2 separate regions of the Mus musculus genome follow, and region 1 is linked to region 2. Evidence: chromatin contacts called from public promoter capture Hi-C data. All regions are on one chromosome and are shown on one strand. The core of a region is the stretch at or near the end of the contact, and the rest is flanking DNA. Distances in the headings are between cores, read along the strand shown. Region 1 holds the start of Nelfcd (negative elongation factor complex member C/D, Th1l). Region 2 holds the start of Cstf1 (cleavage stimulation factor, 3' pre-RNA, subunit 1).

Region 1 (7,439 bases), core at 4,082-6,581, 2.0 Mb after region 2:
TGCTTGGAGGGTAGATGCAGTAGAGCCCAGCTTCTTTTTAACTATTTCCTTTATTTCTTAGACTAGAATTTCATTACATCATTTCCCCTTCCCTCCCTCCTTCCAAACCTTCATTGCTCTCTTTTATCTGTTTTTCACTACTTGTTAAGACATACATGTATGGGCTGGAGAAATGGATCAGCAGTTAAGAGCACTGACTGCTCTTCTGAAGGTCCTGAGTTCAAATCCCAGCAACCACATAGTGGCTCACAACCATCAGAACAGCTACAGTGTACATTAAATAAATAAACAATACATTAAATAAATAAGTCTTTTAAAAAAAAAGTACAGTGTATGTATGTATATACATATATATTTCTAAATACATAAACACACCTTGCTTGGTCTGTATAATGGTATTATCTGTATGTTTTTAGGACTGACTGTTTGGTATTGGATACCAAACAGTTGGCGCACACTTCCTGGGTAGACCAGTTCTCCCGTCTCTGCTCGTTAGTTGCTTGTACTTCTTTGTGGGGAGCTGAGGGTCTCCTGTCCACTCTGCCATGTCTCTTGTTGTCCTTGCCCAATTCATGTTTGGACAGTCATTTGGTGAGACTTTATGGGTATAGCTTGACATTACTAGGAGAAACAATCTCACAGCAAACTCCCTGGTCCTCCAGATCTTACATTCTTGCCTTCCTCCTTCTGCTTTGCTCCCCAAGCCCTAGGTGTGGAGTTGTTTTGAAGACATATCTGTTGGGACTGGGAACTTAACATCTTAATCTGTATTGGGTCCTGCTCTGTTAAGAAGCTCACATAACTGAATGTGGGCATCATGGAAATAAAGCAACAACAAAAGGTTTCTGAGTGTACTGATGACCACAAAAACCAAAAGGAAAATCTAATATCTAACGAATCTGAGACATTTCCCACAGAACTCACCCATATTGCAGCCTGGCTCATCACTCTGGCCTAGGTTCTGAACACACAGTGTGCGCCTCAGGAGCCTTAACACCTTTTACTGCACAGACAAAAGCTGCCTGTAATTGTGCACTCCAGTTTTAGACTATTGTGATATGAACTGTAATGTTTTCACTATCTACTAATAGAAGTATAATAATAATAATTTAATGAAAGAAAACAAAGGTAATAGTTTTCTCTGAACATTCATCAGCATGTATCAGATTAGCAAACCTGGGGGCTGTATATGTACTGTATTAGTATTTGAAGGATTGATACTGAAACGCTGACACGAGTCTCTCTCTCTCTCATGCACACACAGACATATGTACATGTACACACACATACACACACAGACAGAGACACACAAATCTATGCATACATGGGCACACAGAGACACATACACACATATATATATATATATATATACATAGGCACACAGAGACACATACACACACAGATATATACACACAGACACACACACTTAAACACAGAAACATACACACATACACACAAACACCCAGTCTAGAAAAATGATTTTTCAAGTTGGGATTAGAATAGAATTTACTTCAACTCCTGAAATGCTCCTGAACATACTTTTGCCTCTTTGTACTATGTATTTATATGAAGTGGTGTTCTTGGCATTGACAATTATAAAATCAAAATATCAATCAACTCTGGAAACACTTAAAAAAAAAAACTCTACATCCTGTAGGATCAAATCTTAAACCAAGATTTAATTTCTTATGCAACGATTAATAAGCACAGAGGTCTTGTTAGCATGCAAATTTGTTTTCGTCTTTAACAAATGCTGAAAGTACATGCATACTGAGGAATTATTTGTTTTTGAGGCAGTCTCACATAATCCAGGCTGGCTTTGAGCTCACTGTTCAGCCTAGGATGACCTTGAGCCTTTTATTCTTCTGCCTCCACCCTCCAAGTGCTGGGATTATAGGTATGTGTCACTACACCCGCTTTATGTGCAGGGATTTGAATCCAGGCCTTCCAGAGGAGTGGGTTGGTAACCATTTACCAACTGAACTACATTTCTGGGCCCTAAAAAAATGTTCTATGGGGCTGGAGAGATGGCTCAGTGGTTAAGGGCACAGACTGCTCTTCCAGAGGTCCTGAGTTCAATTCCCAGCAACCACATGGTGGCTCACAACCATCCGTAATGGGAGCCAGTGCCCTCTTCTCTGTGTCTGAAGACAGCTACAGTGTAGTCATGTACATAGGATAGATACATCCTTAACAAAAAGAATTGTTTTGAGATAAATCTATGATTTACTATTGGTAACTGACTTGCACGTCTCTTCTATGTACAGCTGTACTCAGGGTGAAGTAAGATCTTCTCTGGTGAGAAGAAGTGACAGCCAGGGACTAGGCCCCAGACCAGTTTGAGCTTCGGTAGTCACTCAGGTGAGAGTTGGTATGAATCTGAACTCAGGTGTTGGCAGCGAAGATGGAGACCTATGGAAAGATGTGACAAGCTTCACAGGAGTGGAAGGGAACACAAGTGAGAAGTGACTTGCAGGTGTCTGATGTGGGTGACTATGGAGGTGACCACCTGAAAGGGCAAGGACTAAGCTTGGGGGTTCTCCTGGAGATGCTGCAGTGCCCTTCGGATCTCTAACAGTGAAGCTAACAGTCAGTTTGCTGGTTAAATACTCAAGACCAGACACTTTGAGAAGACATGGAAGCTGACAATGCAAATGAGGGTTCACAGCATATAGTGGTCTGGAAGATAAGGGGTGGGTGAGATTTCCTAGCAGGAGGAAGTAGGAGAGAGGTCCATGTCCAAGTCTCAGGGCCCAAGAGCGACAAACCAAGGCGATGGACAGCAGGAACAGCTTGTGAGGAAGTCCAGGGAGGCTGGTGCTGCAGACACCCTCTCCCGGCTCTCCCCACCCCGACTTTATGTTTTGACGTGTCCCCAGGCTGGGGGCAAGTGCTTCCCTGCTGAGGCCCCTCAGTGACCCCACTGTCAACATGCGTCTCTCTTCTCTCCTCACCCTTCAGCTTCAGGACCTTAAGTCTCAACATTTCCCTGGAAAACTTCCGAATGACCCCTGCTTTAGGCTTCTGCCTTCCTTCCTATCTGTGACAGATTCCCCTTTCTCTCTTCTCTTTCCTAGTGATTGACAGGCTGTGTGCCCAGCTCAGGTCTTAGCCCATGCTACCTGGGAGGCACTCACTGAATATTTCTTTAATGGATCACATGAGACCACAACTTCTAGCTCTCATAGACCTCTTTTTTTTTATTTTAAAGATTTATTCATTGTATGTGAGTATACTGTAGCTGTCTTCAGACAGGCCAGAAGAAGGTGTCAGATCTCATTACGGGCGGTTGTGAGCCACCATATGGTTGCTGGGATTTGAACTCAGGACCTTCAGAAGAGCAGTCAGAGCTCTTACCTGCTGAGTCATCTCTCCAGCCCTCCCATAGACCTCTTAACCAAGGGAACAAATAACTAGAGGATTAATTTCAGGTAATGAAAGCTAAGGAAATCAGGCTGGATGAGTCTTTCCAGAGAACAGTAGTATCTCAGGAGGCTAGCGATCAGTTATTCTAGCAACAGTGACATAGGCTGGATGCAATGCTGCTAGGCTTGTTAACCACTGTCATAATTAGCCATTTATTGGTTAAGGGAGAGGTGAGTTAGACAATCCCTGCTTCTGTACGTGCAATTAATTATTCATAAATGAATCTGCCTGCTTTCCACTCAGACAGTATCTAAGAGCCATAGTTGGAATTTAACAGACATTCATTATTCCCAACATTTTCAGAAAACAAATAAAAATGAGCCTGAAACAAATCCATAGCAGGGCACTCCTGAACTTAAAGCTCCTTCATCATGTGAGCTGGATCTAGACCCACCAAGCAGAGAGATGGAAAGTGGTCCTTCCACCATCTGCAAAGAAGCCTTTCAGGGTTGCCTCCAATGGCCTCAGCCTGAACACATCTTTGTCCCCAGGCAGAAACCTACCTCCTGCTGGGCTATCTGTGAGTGTACAGACTGGAAGTCTAAGTAGCCTCTTACCAGACCATTCCTTGCCTTTCCACCTTCCTCCTCACTCCCTGCAACTCTGGTTTCCTCCCTCCTCTCCATAAGTCCTCTTTGGGTGTAGCAAATAGCTAGACATTCCAGATATATCTGTTCCATCACTTTCCTTAAACAAAAATCCAGATGAACTTTTATAATAACTAATTCCTGCTGACTACCTGCTAACTCTGTGTCTAGTGCTTCAATGTGCCATCGGACTAAAGCCTTGCAAGTGGTTGTCACCTTGGGTGGCTCTGGCATCAACTACAATGCAGGGTGCCACAAGCTCTGGTGGGGGACTTTCTTCACCAGGTTATTTGGAATGGAAAGAGCCACCCTGAGCATCTTGGGAAAGTCTCTTCTATCATTACAGACTATTTACTTTGGTTATCCAGTATTATCATTTCTCCCCTTTGTTTGCAGGCTAGCTCCCTCGGATCATGGGTGGCAAAGTGGCAAGGATCTCGTCCCTGAGTACGTCACTGTACTCCAGGTGTTATCAATGATCCAGGCACTTAGGAGTTATTCAACAAACACTTGTCAAATGATGGAAGGAAGGAAGAAGTAAAATAGCATTCCAACAGCTCTGCAGACAGTGCCTGAGGACTGTACTACATGGCTGGCTCTTTTCTCTAGCCTCTCCTCACTGTCTGCATCCAGAGCCCATGGTGTTAACCTCCCCGATCGATGATTTGGGGCCACCTGCCAGGAGGCCTCTCCAGGTATCTTCAGTCTAGGTGTTCAGTGGGTCCACTTTTCCAGAGCCCAGTCATGGCTTTTGTAGGCTGTAGGGCCTCCTCCACTGGAAATATGTTTTATATCTCGCTCTGCAATGCACCGAGTACTTTTTGCCCATAGTAAAAGAAATCCGAACATTTCTGTGATACCTGCTCGGTTGGCAGCTGCACTGTCCAGGCAAAGCTTAAGCTCACTGAAGGTTCGAGGTTTTTATAGCAACTGGAAGCATGCTTGCACTTCCGAGTGAGACCCTGTCTTTTTTTTTTTTTTTTTTTTTTTTGAGACAGGGTTTCTCTGTATAGCTCTGGCTGTCCTGGAACTCACTTTGTAGACCAGGCTGGCCTCGAACTCAGAAATTCGCCTGCCTCTGCCTCCCGAGTGCTGGGATTAAAGGCGTGCGCCACCGCGCCCGGCGAGACCCTGTCTTAAAAAGGAGAAAAGGTAACTTGGAAGTGTTCTGGGCAGACATAAAGCTGTGACTCAAGCCATCTTGCTCATGAGAGATCCTACAAGGTGTTTCCCCGCCCAGCAGGCCAAAGACTAGGCCACGCCTCCTCTGTAACCACGCCCCTTTCCAACTCCGCCTCTCTAGCCTTGCCTGAGGCCCAGAACCGCGCACGCGCTCTTCCATTTGTTGTGTCCGGCGCACGCGCAGTGAGGAGACGCGGCAGATATGGCGGGTCCGGCGCCGGGTACAATTATGGGAGAAGACTACTTCGGGAATGCCTCAGAGTGGGGCGAAGAGGCAGACGGCGGCCAGGTGAGAGGGCCGTAGGCGTTCCGCCAGGAAGCCGGGTTTGTGTCCTGTCCTCGCGGCTCCTGCTCCGGCCAGACCCGGGTACGGGGACCCGTGACCCTTGACTCCCTGACCTCCGACCCCGGACCCTAGCAAAGCGGGTCCAGGAACTGCACTCAGGGCTTCGGGCCGGTCCTGCCCCGTTAGGGACCTCAGTTTCCCATGCATTCCGATTCCCAGTGACACCTGGGGCTGATCTCTGCGAAGCAGAAGCCATGGTGCCCGAGGGGGCAGGACAGACTCTAAGGGAGAAGTGGACCACAGTGATACAGTGAACAAACTAACTCCAAACTCCAGCAGCATTCTGGGGTTGGGAAAACACTCTCCGGTGCTGGACAGACCAAACTTTTTTTTCCACTTTTGGGTGATTTCATTCATCCTTAGAGTACAGGACAGGAAAGATCTCGTAGCCCCGACTGTCCAAGATTTGGGTGAGAGATGGGGAACGGGTATCGTTCAGTGTCCCCCCAAACACCAGGGTTAGGAAATCAGAAGTCCACCCAGCTGTATGACTGACTTAAGCCTCCCATATCCTTCTGGACAGTGAGTAGGGGCCCTGGAATTTGGCTTTTCTACAGGAAGTGAGATGAGCTTTGAATGAATATGGGATGCAGTGAGGTATACCAGTGGAGTGGTCAGTGGTGCAGTGAGGGTGATGGAGGAAAGGTGAGGGGTTTCTGGAACCGAGTGAGGGAAGCCCTCCGTGGTTGGTTGGTTGGTTGCTGGACCAGGAGCTGTCAGTCATCAGTTGCAGCTTCCAGGGGTCCTATAGAGCTAGCTGCTGACCAGTAGGACATAAGACCCTGGGCATCTGTTTGTATGCTAGAGCATACTACATCACTTGGGAACTCGGAGGTGGATATATAGAGTTGGATTTAGCTAATTTGGATGTTGGGCTAAGTGCTTTTGTGTGGTATCGCAGGCTAGGCGCTAGAGCAGCAGTTCTCAACCTGTGGGCTGTGACCCTGTGGGGGTCATATCAGATATCTTGCATATTCACATTGTGATTCCTAACAGTAGCAGATGACAGTTATGAAGTAACAACAAAAGTAATTTTACAGGTGGAGTTCACCACAGCATGAGGAACTGTGTTGAAGGGTTGCAGCATTAGGAAGGCTGAGAACCACTGTTCTAGAGTTTGAATTGAGTGTTATTCATAAGTAAAATAAGGCAGAAAGACTCAGCCACCTGCCCAGGGCATAAGGAAGGAAAGAAGACTCAGAGTGATGTCCTTTGTGTCACTTAAGTGGCTCAGTAACTGAGGTGGTTCAGATTCAGTAAGAGTCGGGGATGGCTTAGCGAGTACTGTGCTTGCCACAGGAGCACTAGGTCCTGAGTTCAGAAACTATCATCCACATAAAAAGCTCTTGTCTGTAATCCAGCACCGGGGGATCCCTGGAGCCCCCTGGCCAGCCAGCTGAACCGTCCGTGTTACCGAGAGACCTTCAAAAAGGGGTGTGGAGAGTGACTGGAGAAGACACCCAACCTTGATCTCTAACATCTACACACAGACAATGTACACACAGGAACATCTCAGGAGACCACACAGACACAAGAAAGTACTCTGTGGATTAGCTTGGTGGTTGTCGTCCATGTTCTGTGTCTGTTGAGGGTTAGGCGTGCCAGGCCCTGGCCTAGAGTCCACTGAATTTCAGTCCTTTTTTTTTTTGTTTTTGGTTTTTCGAGACAGGGTTTCTCTGTGTAGCCCTGGCTGTCCTGGAACTCACTTTGTAGACAAGGCTGGCTTCGAACTCAGAAATCTGCCTGCCTCTGCCTCCCAAGTGCTGGGATTAAAGGTGTGCGCCACTATACCTGGCACTGAATTTCAGTCTTAGTGACGCTGGTTTGACCTGTTGACCCTAATGTGTTCTCTCCAATGAGAGGGATGAGCTAGTGGGGTGTCACACCTGTGACTTAGG
Region 2 (6,774 bases), core at 3,911-6,410:
CTGGGTAGGAGAACAGGCTACGGATTCAACATCTCTTTTTAGTATAGGCTTAGAGGTCTCTAAAAATGAAGTTTAAAAATAGGGAGTCATGCAGGGTACACTCCTAAAGGAATAAAACTCAGTAAATAGACTGACTGAAAGGGGCTTGTCCTACTTTATAGTGTAGATGGTGAAACAGTAAAAGAAGTTGGGCATTAGTATTTGCTCATGAAAAGATGGGTTCAGATATTCTCTGTCTGTCTGGAGTGCTTTCAAACAGCAAACACTGCCATCTTAAAAGTAGGATGTCATATAACAAATGTGTTTGTTTTGGAGGTGACATTCTTTAGAGTCTTTAAATTGAAGTTATAGGTTAATAAGAAGAATCTGCTGGGCAGTGGTGGCGCACACCTTTAATCCCAGCACTTGGGAGGCAGAGGCAGGCGGATTTCTGAGTTCGAAGCCAGCCTGGTCTACAGAGTGAGTTCCAGAACAGCCAGGGCTGCACAGAGAAATCCTATCTCGAAAAACCAAAAAGAAGAAGAAGGAGAAGGAGGAGGAGGAGGAGGAGAGGAGGAAGAGGAGAGGAAGAAGAGGAGGAAAAGGAGGGGGAAGAAGGAGGAGGAGGGGGGATGGGGGAGGAGGTGGTGCTCTGTTTGTATTTTCTAATTATGACTGAACTTGTGAGCCTGGACATGTAATGTAATGAAAAGTCCAACATCCCCCTTACCACCTCACCTGGCTCCCTCCCTCCTCTAGCCAACTCATCTCCTCTGCCAGCTAGCCTGTCAGGAAGGACCCTCCAACTCCCCTCTCCATGCTGGGGAACTCCTCCCTCCCAGGCCCTGGGAACCCAGAAGTCTCTCCATTACATCCAACATTTCCTTCTGCTCCGGGCAGAGGACATCTGCGAGCTTGGCCAGCAATGGTATCTGCATCCCAGCACTGGTGGAGCCCAAACCCAGACACACTGACATGTGTGACATACACCTGAGCATGGAGATCTCATTCTTTCTCTCCTCCTCAACAGACATGGTACAGAGGCTAGGACATCAAGGATAAACGCCAAGCTATGCATTTGAGCACCCAAGACCACTTACCGGAGGCTGCAGGCTGCTCATTCTTCTGGGGGTTATTGAGCCGGGACACAGGCCTAGGAACACTGGCAGCTGGCAACTGCTTTGGTGCCGGCTTCTGACCTGCTCCAAGTTTCTGGGCTTGTGAAGGGACACGCTGGGAGTTAGAAGGACACAGGACCCGCTGGGCCTGGCCACTGCTAGCAGATCCTAGGTTCTGAGACGGAATCTGCTCAGTCACCAAGACGCGTTTCGGACCGAAGGGAACAGTGGTCTGAGATGGAGAGAAGACAGGCGTTATGGCTTCAGGAAAGGCTGCTGCTACCCCAAGAACCAAGTGTCCTTTGCAGTCTAACAAAACCCCTAATATCTTGTATGACAAATGGGAATGGGGGGCAGAGAGAGGACTGAGCAGTCAAGAGCACTGCCTGCCCTCTCAGAGGCTCTGGCTCCCATTCCCAGCATCCACGCGGTGACTCACAACCACCTATAACTCCAGAGCCAGATCTGACCCTCTCTTCTGGCTACATGCAGGCAAACATTCATCCACAAAAGATATAAATATATAAACAACTCTTTAATAAGTAAAGTAAAGGGGAGGCGGCTGAAGCTGCCTTATTGTGCACGCGCCCTAAGGGAGGACTCGACCGACTCAAACCCCGCTTCCTTAACCACTCGCGAATAAGCCGCCATCCAGGGATGGAAACCCTGAGCACCTGTGAAACCCAGCGGCCCGGACGCTGGCACTCCACACCTGTGATCCAGTACTGAGGCTGAGGCAGGAGGGGCACTGACTGAGTTCTAGGCCAGCCTCTGCGCCTGAGGCAAACTTTATTGTTACTGAAAGTTTATATCAAATCCTTGCAGCAATTTTACGTTTAGGAGAAAAGACGATAGAATCATCCTCAAGCAATTTTGAAAAAAAAAAAACAGTCTAAATCTAAGGTTATGCTGGGCTTCCAGGGCGTATTGCCGTTCTCTCAGATCATCCATCCCCTGGGTCTTTCTATCACAGCACTTATTTGACCACGTCTCACTGTGTAATCCTGGCCAGTCCCAGACTCACAATATAGAACAGCCTGGCCTCTATCTCAGTCTGCCCACTACTGACTCCTAAATACTGGGATTAGAGGTGTGCCCACCAAGCCCCACCCAACAGAAATATTTTTTAAGAATGTTATCTCCAAAACTAAAATGCATAGAAATTATGTTTTTCAATAGGAAAAAAAGGACAAAGAAGACCACGGAGGCCTTGAAAACAATCACTACTGCACGGGATGATCTGTGTTGTGTCAGTCTTAACGAGATCTTAAGACTAAACTAATCACACTCAGAGACGCTGGCACTCCCTCCTCCTTAAATGAGGCGCTCAGGATCCACCATGAGCTCAGAGGGTCTGAGGTTTCCACAGCAGAGCCATTTCCTGAAGAAACAGAGGCTCAGGTAGCCTCCAGGCAGGGTCAACCTAAAGTTTCTACCCAAAGCCACGGAGGAAAGGATTCGATTCCACGAGCACTGTACAGATTTGCTCAGGGACTAAGGTCTTTTACAGCCAAGCCTAAGGACCTGGGTTAGGGTCTCTGGACCCACTCTGACAAGTTGCTCTCTGACCTACACAGTGGCATATGCATAGGTGCACACAAACAAAATGCACATCATTTAAAAAATACCGATTGTGGGGGCTGGAGAGATGGCTCAGCGATGAAGAGTACTGGCTACTCTTCCAGAGGTCCTGAGTTCAATTCCCAGCAACCACATGGTGGCTTATAACCATCTGTAATGCCCTCTTCTAGTGTGCATGAAGACACATTCATAGTCATAAAATAAGCAAAGAAATCTTTTGTTTGTTTTCGTTTTGGGTTTGCTTTTTGTTTTGTTTTGTTTTTAGTTTTTTTCAAGACAGAGTTTCTCTGTGTAGCCCTGGCTGTCCTGGAACTCACTCTGTAGACCAGACTGGCCTCAAACTCAGAAATCCGCCTGCCTCTGCCTCCTTGCATCCCCAGTGTTGGGATTAAAGGCATGCGCCACCACGCCCGGCAGAAATAAATCTTTTAAAAGCCGAAATTGTAAATACAGGTAATTCTGTACCTTAACAGGCCTGGAGACACAGTTTTCTTTACATCTGTCCATGTCACCTGAAAAAGGAAACAAGAGCCTTTCTTTTAGGAGGAGTCCAAGTCCTTCACCTTCGGATCTACACCAAATGACCTTGATGGTTCTCACTCAGCTCAAAGATTTACTACAAGAAAGTTGCACATGCCACAGGGTTCCCCTTTTCAGATCAGGGAAGCTAGGCAGGAGGCAGAAGCCCTGAGCAAAGGACTGCAGTTGCAGCTACCTCACACTCCTGGGCCCCAGACCAAGGTTAATAACCAGCCCTGCAGTTTAGCTTTCCCATAATAGCTACACCAGGGTCTTATCCCTAAGAGGTTTCTATTTCCTGTATTTGCAGTGGAGCCAGGATTTGTTTGTTAGGTTTGGATTTTTTTTTTGAGACAGGGTCTCCCTGGGTAGTCCTGGCTGTTCTGGAACTCATTATGTAGGTAGACCAAGCTGGCCTTGAACTCACCGAGTTCCTCCCTCTGCCTCCAAAAGGCTGGGATTAAAAGAATGCAAGACCACACCTAACCTTTATGTTTGTGGTAGAGACAAGAGTTCCATGGATCCCAGGCTGGCCTTGAGCATGCTATACGGTGGAGGATTACTCTGAACTCCTGATCCTCCCGCCTGCAGTTCCGCAGTGCTAGGACCACAGAGGTCATCACCATCCTCGGGGTTCCAAGTGCTGGGAATGGAATCCAGGGCTGGCTAGGCAAGCACCCTACTAACTGAACTACATCCCCAGACAGGCTCTCACTTATTAGCTGTGGCTGGCCTTAAATCGAAGGCTAACCTCCTGCCTCAGACTGCTGATGTAAGCAACCACACATTTAGGTGTGTGTGTGTGTGTGTGTGTGTGTGTGTGTGTGTGTGTGGTGGGGATGGAGGTGTTGAGGTAGGGACGTATGTGGATGTAATTTAGGCTGGTTTTTCGGACCTACTGTGTAGCTGAGGATGACCTTTGACTTGATCCTGCCTCCACCACCTTACTGTTGGAATAAACAGCGGCGGCCACCACGAAGGCAGTGTTCAATCCTAAAACTTCTGGAATATTCTACAAACTGAGCTTTAGCGGGTCTGCGCTTTGAAACAGACCCTCAAGTAGTCCCGACATAAACTGCTCAGAAGGCTGCGGGAAGAGCAGCACCAGTCCTGGGCACTCTACGAGGGAACTCCCGTTCATCCACAGACTCGTCGAGTCGACTTAGACTCTGATTCTCCACCCGAAGCAGTCCCCAATAAGCCGCAGTTCCCGCATCCACCATCGGTTTGCAAATTACTCGGTTAGCTGATGGTCTGGATCCCCATTCCCACAAGAACCTAAAACCAAGCCGGGAAATCTTAAACGTCTGGACCTTTCTTAAACAGAATGCAAACCCACTGAGACAGTCCATTACCCCGACGCCACACAGCCTTCCCTATCCGTTTGCAGCATCCAGGCTCGCCCTCAACAGCCATGTCCCTTTCCAACTCACAGGCAGGAACCTGCTCCCGACCGAAGCCTCCAAGCGATCCCGGTAGCTCAGCCGTTACAATTCAAAGGTTCTCCTTTTAAAATAGGAGTCAAACCCTCTACTCCAAGAGCTGATTGGCTAGAGCCGGAGCAATGCCGTTCTGTGATTGGCTCACCGTAAACGCGACTATGGGAAGCTCGTTCCCTGCCGTAGCTGGGCGCAGGCGCACTGAGCTGTCGGAGCCCGGAAGTGGTGCACCAACGGCCCGTCCGATCTGCGGCCGTTCTATCGCCCGCCGTGCTCCCCAGGATCAGGCGTTCGCCAGTCACACACAGCCCTTTGGATTCAAGGCAGTCGCGGAGGTGATTAGTTCGGAGACGGTGAATGAGCGTCTCGAACGTGCCAGTGAGTAAGATGGCGAGAAGGGCAGACTTGCGAGGGAGCAGGGATGCTCGGCGCTCGGCTGCATGCCCTTTGCACGTGCGCACTGGGTGTGCACTCCGAGCGATCGATCGGGCACGATTCGCTCCTCCATTTTTCTAGAAGAGAGCGGGAGACCGAGACCCTGATCTGCGGGTACGGGGTCAAGGGGGCGTAAGGAAGCGGGCTAGTGTGGTTGGCTAGGGTCTGTAGTGGATCACGTGAAGGACCGGGGCTAACGGAGAGGATGGCAGGAGGCCGCTCGCCCCAAGTCCGTGTCCTAGAGTTGGCCGGCCCGGCCTGCACCCCGGCTCTCAAAGGGCCTCGGTCCCGGTGGGTCCAAGCCGGAATTCCGCCCTGAGCAGAAGTGGTCGCGCGGCTTCGCTTTGGGCCCCCTGCATTCCCCGGTGTTAGCTTTCCGGGGGCGAGCTCCTCCGGTCTCGTGCCTCGGTGTCCCCTCCGGGAAGGATATAAGTTATCTGTGTCCCATTGGAAGTTAAGCGGGGAGTTAAGTAAAGGCTCAACCTCCTTCTCCCACCCCCGTTTTCTTTAAATGTCGTGATACAACCCCAGATGTTTCCTGACAGGAGTAAAGATGATAGGTCAAATGGTTAAGTTCTGGGCTCTGGAGTGTGCAGGCTCCCCCTCAACTTTGAGGGGAAGGGGAGGGCTTAACTTGAACGGGTGCCCTAGATTCTTAGAACACATTTCACCCTCTGTTGTGTCCCAATATCTTATGCAGGGGTAGATTTGTATTCATTTCTTTCTTTTTAAAAAAAAACTTATTTAGCTTTATTTTACATGCATTGGTGTCTAGGTGGCAGGCCCCTTGGAACTGGAGTTAGAGACAGTTGTAAGCCGCCATGGGAATTGAACCCAGGTCCTTTGGAAGAGCAGACAGTGCTCTTAACCACTGAGCCATCTTTCCAGCCCCCATTTCTTTCTAATGAACACGAATATATTGAATAGCTTCGTTTAGTGATTGGATGCTAATTAGGTGCTTGGCACCGCATCTGCCAGTAGGACCTGCATGGTGTTATTATTGTTAAGAACTCTGGTCAGTACTATGCTGTGTGGCCTTGCTAGTCATTTGGTTTAAAACTGAGCCCGGGGTGTCTGTCAGCAAGCATTGTAACTCTTGGCTGTTTCTCCAGGCTACCTTCTTGCTTGATGTCTCCAGACTCCTATAGTCAAACATCTAACCACACACATACTTATCAAATTACCCACCCAGGTTGATTAAGAAATCAGTTTTGTTTGGAGAGCTTAGATCTTAAGAGTATAATGTGTTTGGATTTTTACATTTATTTGTTTTGATGGTAATCATTTTTTTGTTTGTGATAGGGTCCCACTATGTAGTCCTGGCTGGCCTGTGATAGGGATCTATAGACAAGGCTGGTCTCAATATCACAGGGATCTGCCTGCCTCTGCATCCCAAGTGCTGGGAATAAAGACATGGGGCATGTGCTTGACACATTTTTATTAAGCAGTTTAACTTAGGATCTTCCCAAAGCATTGAACTTAGCTTATTTTTTCATTCTGTTATCCTTATTTGTTTTTTATGATGTATTTGTGTGTTCATGTACTACCTCATCAAGTTGTATAATTATAATAATGAGCTCGGTTGCCTGGAAACAAGTTTTAAAAATAAGCACAACAGTCACTAGTAGATTTACATTCCAGCTGGTGTAAAGTGGTCCAGGCAGCCACCGAAACATTGCAGACTCCACAGTTGACAGAAGAAT

The links. Capture Hi-C pulls out chosen DNA fragments and counts their contacts.
Region 1: a contact with region 2 is called in a promoter capture Hi-C map of liver, with 3 times the contacts expected there. The contact joins the promoter of Nelfcd here to the promoter of Cstf1 in region 2. A contact is called at or near these places in 2 of 39 promoter capture datasets (liver and pre-B cells) and 1 of 9 other capture datasets (liver).

Annotation. Positions count from the first base shown.
Region 1 is chr2:174,410,473-174,417,911 of GRCm38.p6, forward strand. It overlaps Nelfcd (negative elongation factor complex member C/D, Th1l), which reads left to right and starts at 5,332. Exons shown (of 15, transcript NM_020580.3): 1 at 5,332-5,484. The coding sequence starts at 5,398.
Region 2 is chr2:172,365,843-172,372,616 of GRCm38.p6, forward strand. Cstf1 (cleavage stimulation factor, 3' pre-RNA, subunit 1) reads left to right here and starts at 5,161. Exons shown (of 6, transcript NM_024199.2): 1 at 5,161-5,185. It overlaps Aurka (aurora kinase A), which reads right to left and starts at 4,728. Exons shown (of 9, transcript NM_001291185.1): 1 at 4,631-4,728; 2 at 3,144-3,190; 3 at 1,080-1,329. The coding sequence starts at 3,185.